3 separate regions of the Mus musculus genome follow, and all the other regions are linked to region 3. Evidence: chromatin contacts called from public HiChIP or PLAC-seq data. All regions are on one chromosome and are shown on one strand. Each heading gives the region's core, a stretch centred on a gene start, on an enhancer-like site or on the middle of the called end of the contact. The rest is flanking DNA. Distances are from core to core; before and after follow the strand shown.

The links. HiChIP or PLAC-seq counts read pairs in DNA pulled down with a chosen protein or histone mark.
Region 1: an H3K4me3 HiChIP or PLAC-seq map of forebrain shows a contact between it and region 3, with 4 times the contacts expected there. The contact joins the promoter of Stxbp4 here to the enhancer-like site in region 3. A contact is called at or near these places in 1 of 39 promoter capture datasets (neural stem cells), 3 of 484 Hi-C or Micro-C datasets (embryonic stem cells, frontal cortex and muscle stem cells), 6 of 115 datasets of contacts at active chromatin or transcription factors (bone marrow-derived macrophages, craniofacial prominence, embryonic stem cells and 3 more) and 3 of 9 other capture datasets (adipose tissue, liver and pancreatic islet).
Region 2: an H3K27ac HiChIP or PLAC-seq map of neural progenitor cells shows a contact between it and region 3, with 4 times the contacts expected there. The contact joins two enhancer-like sites. A contact is called at or near these places in 6 of 484 Hi-C or Micro-C datasets (brain, cerebral cortex, group 2 innate lymphoid cells and 3 more), 3 of 115 datasets of contacts at active chromatin or transcription factors (astrocytes and neural progenitor cells) and 1 of 9 other capture datasets (pancreatic islet).

What each region holds. Positions count from the first base shown.
Region 1 is chr11:90,636,665-90,639,364 of GRCm38.p6, reverse strand. Stxbp4 (syntaxin binding protein 4) reads left to right here and starts at 1,257. Exons shown (of 18, transcript NM_011505.2): 1 at 1,257-1,332. It overlaps Cox11 (cytochrome c oxidase assembly protein 11, copper chaperone), which reads right to left and starts at 1,181. Exons shown (of 4, transcript NM_199008.2): 1 at 813-1,181. The coding sequence starts at 1,175.
Region 2 is chr11:90,546,827-90,549,526 of GRCm38.p6, reverse strand. It overlaps Stxbp4 (syntaxin binding protein 4), which reads left to right. Exons shown (of 18, transcript NM_011505.2): 13 at 540-716. Among named protein-coding and RNA genes, the nearest start is that of Gm34850, 75 kb to the right of the region's middle. Within about 2 kb of position 1,251, at least 56 of the 459 cell types and tissues checked have an H3K27ac peak or open chromatin away from gene starts, as enhancers often do. A contact at or near this core is called in astrocytes, cerebral cortex, group 2 innate lymphoid cells and 1 more, where this site is marked.
Region 3 is chr11:90,416,721-90,419,420 of GRCm38.p6, reverse strand. No RefSeq gene overlaps it. Among named protein-coding and RNA genes, the nearest start is that of Hlf, 27 kb to the right of the region's middle. Within about 2 kb of position 1,395, at least 213 of the 459 cell types and tissues checked have an H3K27ac peak or open chromatin away from gene starts, as enhancers often do. A contact at or near this core is called in astrocytes, cerebral cortex, craniofacial prominence and 7 more, where this site is marked.

The DNA of each region.
Region 1 (2,700 bases), core at 8-2,507, 220 kb before region 3:
TGAAGAAAAAGCAAGTTAAGTGTTCCGTCTTTCAATAACAAAACAATTCCTTATATATTCTAGGGACATGTTATTGAAGTTTCTCAAGTTTGGTGTTTAAACTAAAAGGTAGAAAACAGAAAAATAATGTCCTGGGCTCAAGCCTATATTACTGAGTCTGTCACAGTTTTCCTGGGTTACATTTTAATTTGCTCATGAAGAGGGACCATTCTATGGCTTCCCTTATTTATTTATTTCCTTCTCTAAAACTCGTTGATTCCACAAGTAACAGGGCATTCTTTTGGAAATATCGGTGCTTAACGTGGAACTTGATTTTAGGGTTTTTTTCCTTTTTTTTTTTTTTTAAACCTCAGGCTAACCCAGCCTAGCCTGATGATGCTAAACTAGCCTAGGCTGATGATGCTAACCTAGAATGAGGAAAGCTTGAACACAGGAGTGTCAATTCCATTTCTGTGGGTCTCGGCACCACTGTATACTATTAGCATTTTAGGTTGGACAACTATCTGGGGCAGGGGAGGTGTCCTGTGAACCTCCAGGTATGCGACAGCCGCTCTAACTCACCAAGTGTCAGCGGTACCTTCTCCCCGCGCTTCACAGAATGGCTGTGCTGATAGCCCTTTGAAGGGTGGCACCAGCTCCATCATTACCGGAACCGGCTTCCACTTGCAAGGTTTTTTAGTGACCTTGGGCACGTCCTTCCCGGTCTGGATCCGAGGCGACGCCCCCCTCCCCCCTCCGGCGGGTGACCTCGGCCTCCCCGGCAGGGGGATGGCTCAGGTGGGATCCGTGCCGCGCTTCGTCCCCTCCCTTACCTGGCAGTAGAGCCGATAGAGGGGCACCGCGGCGTAGGAGGCCCCCAGCATGCCCACGGCGGCCGCGGCCACGTAGGTGAGCACCGTCTTGTTCCGCCGCCGCCACTCGTCCTCCTGCGCGCGCTGGAAAGGGTTGCTGCTCCTCGGCCGCCGTGGCGGCTGCGTCGCGGGCCCCCGGACCCCGCACGGGCGCTTCCATGTCCCGAGGCGTCTCAGACCCCGCTCCGCGCCTCCGAGCCCATCCCACCCGGGCCTAAGCACCAGCTCTGCGTTCACCACAGTCCGCCCTGACCACCCGGGCTGCCTCCAGCCCCGGCCACACGAAGCCACCAACCTCCATCCCGGACACCAGAGCCCTCCCATAACCCCCCGGAAAGAATGCCCGCCTGGCGGGGCCGCTGGCGAGATCTCGCGAGACCTCGCGAGTCTCGCGGTACCCGGCTTGAGCCTCCGCTGCTGCCTTGACTACCAGATTCCACAGTTAGCAGTGGCGCTACGGAGGCCGGGTGGCCCGAAGAGGGTAAGTTCGCGTTTTCTTGCTAAGTGACTGTGCCTCGCACTTTTGTTTCCTTGGGATGCTTCTTTAGTTTACTTTGCAGAAAATGCATTTGGGCCTTCGGCGTGCAAGCTCCTCACTGGGGCTTGTATCCCCATCTCCCCAAACTTCGCCAGCCTTTGTCTCGACCTAGCGGCCCCCAGCGGCAGCTCTGCCGCGGGGCTCTCACTTGGGGTTCGCTCAGCCCCGTTGCTTTCCGCCGCTGACTGAGCGCAGGCAAACCAACGTCCCTCTTTCTGGAACACTTAGTATGAGAACCGCCTTTCTCTCCAACACCCCGACCTGTGCATCTTCTCAGCCCCATGGGCAGATGTCTCCCACTGCGCTCATCACCCCTCTGCTGTTTACCCAGCAAAACCATTAGGTCAGACAGCCGCCGAAAAAACCAAGTTTGTTCAGAATAGAGGGACCAGGACAGGAGGGCCTTTAAAGGAGGGACTGAAGGAATAAAGACGTGCATCTTGCAGGCACAGACCCCTGGGAAATACGCTAAAGCTTTCTTCAGTTCTCTAAATGTTCCACAAACAAGGACCAATAAATATTAAATAGCACTGAGAGCAGATTCGGAGGTTAAGCATCAATGAATTTACACAAGTCTTGTCCTTGCATAAGTTTAATTTTAATATGACTTCTCCGTAACCTGATGGCCCTATTTCGTGAATGGAAATCACAGTAATTCAAGGAGGGTAAGAATATAATATGATTTTTGCCATTGCTTGAAGCATAGTAAGAATTTTATAAAAGTTAGGTCATTTCTTTTTCAAAATAATGGTTTGGTTTTATTAATTCTTTGAGGGTATTTTACTCTGTATTTGGGTCATATTCATCCCCTACTCCAGGCTCCTCCCAAAACTACCCCCCCCCCCACATTATTATTATCCAGAGTCCAGGCTGAAGGCGAACTAACTCATTGATGTGTTAGTCTGTGAGTGTGATCGGTGTGATCAATTGCACCATTAAAGAAAACTGACTTTCCTTCTTCCAGAAGCTGTAAGAAGCCAATAGCTCTCTCGTGCCCACCTTTCCACCTCCATAAGCTAGAGCTTATTTCTGATGGCCTCTGTGGGTCTAACTATCCCCACATTGTGGATTGGAACCGAAAACTGGAAGAGCTATCAGTCAATCAGCACGTATTCCTTGACTCTCACTGAGCCATACACCTTTTTAGTTTGCTGGGGACATTCCAAACTAAGTCAGGCACAATCACTTTTGTTATTGACTGCAGCCTCTACTGAAGGACTCAGAAAATAAATGTAAAATAAAGGAATTTCAACTAACAGTGTCTGCTATGAAACTAGCTGATGATGGCATGAAGTCATTGAGAGTGACAAT
Region 2 (2,700 bases), core at 2-2,501, 130 kb before region 3:
ACAGACAAACAATTATATATGATGCTACTACCAAAGCAGGAAGCCACAGTCTGATATCTAGGAGGAAAGCTTTGCCTCTGGCCTTGGTCCACCAAGAAGCCCTGTAGCAGCTCTCTGCAGCATCTGATGGCGTTACTTGGCCTTCTGAGACCATCAACCCCGCTACCTATGAGTTTTTTCTGTAGCTCCTTTTTTCTTTAGAATCAGTTCCTATCTGTCTAGTTTTGATTGTCAGTTTTCTTTAAACTCTCTTCATTTTTACAGAAATGACGCTAGCTGTGTAGCACTAAACATTTATACAGAATCTCTATACAGAAAAAAAAATCTCTACGCAAAAAAAAAATTTTTTCAGGAAACAAACAAAAGGGTTCCCATAATGAAATAATATGCTCATTAGTTTTTAGGTGGTTGGTAGAGGACATAGACATGTTAAACATTGTAATCATAACTACCAAAATGAGAAAACTATTTCTGTCAACTGGAGAAGTCTGTTTTCATTTTTTTTTTTTTTCATTTTGCATTCACTTTCAACTCCTTAGGAAGCCAAAGCTGTAGCTGAGGAAACCCGAGCTCTGCGAAGCCGGATTCATCTCGCAGAAGCTGCACAGCGGCAGGCACACGGGATGGAAATGGATTATGAAGAGGTGATCCGTCTGCTAGAGGCTGAGGTCTCAGAACTAAAGGCTCAGCTCGCTGATTATTCTGACCAAAATAAAGTAAGCAAACAGCCCTCTCTGGTTACCATGGTTTCCTAGCCTCTGCCGTGTATCCTGTTTTCATTCTCTTTTCATCTGCACGTCCTAACTAGGTCAGTGTTTGTCTTCTATTATTCAACGATAGGATGTTGTGTTGTGAAGAGGGTGGCATGGAAGTCGTGAGCCTCCCTTTATCCAAAGAGCTCTGAGATGGAAAAGCACAGGCCCCGAATTAATTGGGTCGTTGGTCAACATTGTTCCATTCAGCCATTCAGGCCTGGAACTATTTAACGTTTAATTGATGGCACGGATTTTCTCTTTCTGGTTTTGAGCTTGCTAATTTGTTTTGTGGCGATGGAAGGAGGAGATTCAAGGGATGAGTTTTGCTCTTCGATTAGAGAACTTGAGGCATTATACAAGCTAATGAATTTTTGCACAAGACCTATGATGACTAATGAGAAATCCAAGTTTGAATTTGTCATGTTTTATCTCTTTCAATGTCAGGAATACTAAACCAGGCTCCTCTAGAAGGCCTCTCAGTTGCAATACAGGATACTGAGAACCTTATGGAAGCAAGCTGAGCATCTCTATGTGTCTATTGCCCACAGTGTACCTACCATCTTTAATCATGACTAGCCTTCAAAAACCATAGCGGGCGTGTGTGTGTGTGTGTGTGTGTGTGTGTGTGTGTGTATTGTGTATTATATCACTGAGAGTATAAACTAGAATAAATTGATAATTTATAGCTTTATAGAAATTCCTCAATTATAAATAATTGAGTTGGGGAGGAACTGAAGGAGCTGAAGGGGTTTTATCTGGCATCAGTTGAAGGGGAGACCCTTGGTCCTATGAAGGCTTGAAGCCCCAGTGTAGAGGAATGCTAGCTCGGTAAGGCAGGAGTAGGTAGGTGGGAACACCCTCACAGAAGCAAGGTAAAGGGGGATAGGATAGGGGGTTTGCAGAGGGGAAACTGGGAAAGGGGATAACATTTGGAATGTAAATAAATAAAATATCCAATTAAAAAAAATAAGTCATGGGTATTTATGTCTTTAATCCCAGCACTTGGGAGGCAGAGGCAGGAAGGATTTCTGAGTTCGAGGCCAGCCTGGTCTACAAAGTGAGTTCCAGGACAGCCAGGGCTATACAGAGAAACCCTGTCTTGAAAAAACCAAAAAAAAAAAAAAAAAAAAAAAAAAAAAAAAGAGAGAGAGAGAGAGAGAGAGAGAGAGAGAGAACACAAAACAAATTTGAGCTATGAATATTTCAGCATAGAAGGCTTATGCACTTTAACATACCAAATGAAAATGGAGCTAGTCTTAAAACAGCACAGCAGAAAATATGAAAAAAAAATTTTTCCGCTTAGCTTTGAAGAGTCCCCACCATTCCCTACATAATCTGCTCATTTAAACCAGCTCTGCAGAAGGCCAGCACCTTACCCACCACTGATAAGAGCGTGCCTGCCGGGAGCACATAGCACTTGCGAAAGCAGCAGCGCTTGGTTGGGAATGCTAGTTACAAATGCCTGTTGAGCTGTACATATTGTAAAACAGGCGTGGTTATGCCATGTAACATTAACCTCATTATGAAAATGTTTCAGAAATTACCAAAATATTAAAAACATTTTTAATACAATAATTAGTTACTTTTGGAGGAAAAGTTGCTAGTGTTTAATAGTCTAATTTTTTGGTTTTTTTTTTATGGTATTAGGTGTTAAAGAAGGACCTTATTCATATTAGGCTAGTACTGTTAGGCTGGCCCTACTGTTGAACTACTCCCTAATCCTGTGCTTTTAAGTAATATACTTTTAAGAGATTTGCACAGGATTATCAAGTGGTTGGTTTTTTTAGTTTTTAAATATTTTAAAATGTCTCTGTGTGTGATGGGGTCTTTGGAGATGGGAGGGCATGTAACCCACTGCGTATGTAGAGGTCAGAGGATAATGTTTCCTCGTTATTTCTCTTCACCAGCCTTTACACGGGTTCCTGGGGACAAACTGAGATTCCCC
Region 3 (2,700 bases), core at 146-2,645:
CTCATCAGAGGTCTTGCTTGGTCTATTTTCTGTTCTTTGCAGACAACCCCAGCCAGTACAGAGTAACCACAAAACTTAAAATCCTCTTTACTAACGACTCAGCAGAGTCATTGGGAGAGTGAATGCTAATAGCAGGTGGGAAACAGCTTTATTATGCAAATATATATCTCTGGGAATCCCTGGGTAATGCCCCTCCCCACAACCCCACCCCATAGGCCCAACTTGGGAGGCTCTCAAAGGTGTTGAGACACTCAGGTAGTTTAACTCAGGAGCTCAAAACTTCGCGTGCAGATTATCAGAATGCTTTATAGCCATTCAGACCCGAGCTGAGAGGAGCTGGCAATGAAGCAGATATTGTTAAGGAGATGAAAATGGTTCACATAAAACCCCAAAACTGCGCACCCAATACAGTTAAACTGTTCAGGTTCTTTAAATGCTAAAAGCAAGCTAGTCCTATAAGGTACAAAATTTAAGTTACTCCAGCACTGGTAGTCACTAAACCTCTGTTCTCAGCCTCCCAAATCTTTTCTCTACCTTTCTAGAGTTAGTGGGTTCTGGGAGGGGTGTTGAGGAGTTCATGTGGGTGTAATCTTTCATACAAGTGCTAACATTTTATACACTGTTTATAGTTGTTGGGTTTTTTTTTTTTAGTCGCATAATGAAAAAACAACGGTCGCTTAATGGAGCCAGGAGTGGTGGTCTATAATCTGAGCACTCAGGAGGTTGAGGCAGAATTGCCACTAATTTGAGGCCATGTGTTGTGCTACAGTGTCAAACTGCTGCCCGCCTACTCCCTAAAAAGGATTAAAAGCACATAAATATATCTTGAGGATTTTCCTGCCTGGATGTCTACAGAGCTATTTCCCAGTTATTGCTCTTTCCAAGTGTGGTCCAACCATCTTCCTCGTTTCCATGAACTGAGCTCGTTGATGTGACGCTGTCTCAGGCATTTAGGTTATTTTACCCCCTTGCCTTGGCTGCGGCGTTATGATGCTTCTAGGGGGGCCTCAATTCCCAGGATAAATTCCGAGTTACAGATTTCCAAGGGCTGTTGAAACTCCTAAAAGTCCTTGAAGTCTGAAGAGCTGAATCTGACGCTGCAAACTTCAGATCCACGTTGACCAAAGCAGCACCCGCGCACCCCGCGATCTGCACCCGCTCCTCCTGCAGTGCAGCCCCTGGGCTGTGCAGCCCTGTCCCGGACGCCCGGGCACGTGCGATTCCACGTGAGCCTCCCGCCCGGAGCGCAGGAGCCCAGTACGCATGCGCCTCCCGCCACTGAAAGTAGGTCAGGCTCCTCCTCTCACGTGACCCGCTCCCCTTAGCTACCCTCGGCGCCTCCCCGCCTGGGCGCAGCCGAGATGCGCTCGGCAGTCAACGTGATGGGGCCGGGAGCGGGCGGGCGCGGGCAGGGGCGGGCCAGCCGCGGGAGGATTTGTAGGTTATCCTCCCTTCAGAGCTCTTGATCGGGAGTCGGGCGGGCAGAAGCGAACGCCGGGCGATGTGACTAGGAGCAGAGCTTGAAATTGGAGTGGGGAGGAAAGTGGCCTGGGAACGCATGTCACAGGCAGGCTGACTCCACTGGTCTCCATCTACAACACCGTTTGCAAGGAAAGAGCAAACCTGGGTCACCCTGAAGTGAAAACAGTTTCAAGGACCCTTTTGCAATCCTTTGCCCCAGTACCTGAGGGCAACTCCTATGTTCGGGTAAACAAAGTTTGAAAGAAAATACAAAGGAGGTTAATGGAATTTTGCAGGAATGTCTCACAGTCCCCCTTTCTAATCTTCCACCCACTAACCTCAGAAAACTCCCATTCCAAAGCACACTTTCCCCTTTCTATAGGAGGTTGTGGAAGAAGTGGGGTGATGGGCAGAAAGGGTTGTGACAGGGGTGGATATGGGCTGTGAACCCAGTTCTTAGACAGCTGAAGCCAAATGGTACGCATTCGAAGTAATTGCTTCCTGTGCCCCCTCTCTGATTTATTATTATTATTTTATGTTTTACGTATTCACTTTGCATCCTGCTCACTGCTCTCCTCCCAGTCAACCCCCTCCTCCCTCGCCTTCTCCCTCTGACTTTGAACTTGTTGCATGCTACCTCTGTCTCAATGAGTGCGATCCAGAAGAGAGACTGACAGGCCAAATCAATGGGTTACCATGCAGCAGGCTATATAAATCTCTTGACTGAGGTGTGCCCAGGAGTTATGTAAGTAGGGGAAGAGGGGCGTCCAAGTGCAGGGGTGGGTACCCTGAGTTCTGAAGGCTTAAGTGGGAGTGAGCTGGCAGAGACGCTAGGCAGAGGGGGTGGGAAAGTGTTCCAAACAAAGAGAACTACTAATGGTTGCATAATATTTCCCTGGGGAGTTTTTACTAGAATTGTCTTAGCCATGCGCATGGCTGAAATGTATATTCTTTTTGTGATTGTGATTCTAAGCTGGCTATAAAAGAATGTCCGTGGCCATGGTGTTTCTCTCCTTGGTCTTAGGAAACTCCTGTGAGTCAGATTGCCATGAAAAATACATGCAACTTTCTTGTGACCTTTTCAGAACTGAGGATGGAACCTGGTACTTATACTAAGTAAACAAGGAGTAGACCATTAAGCTACCTCCTCGGCCCTATGTATAGCCCTGGCTGTCCTGGAACTCACTTTGTAGACCAGGCTGGCCTTGAATTCAGAAATCTGCCTGCCTCTGCCTCCCA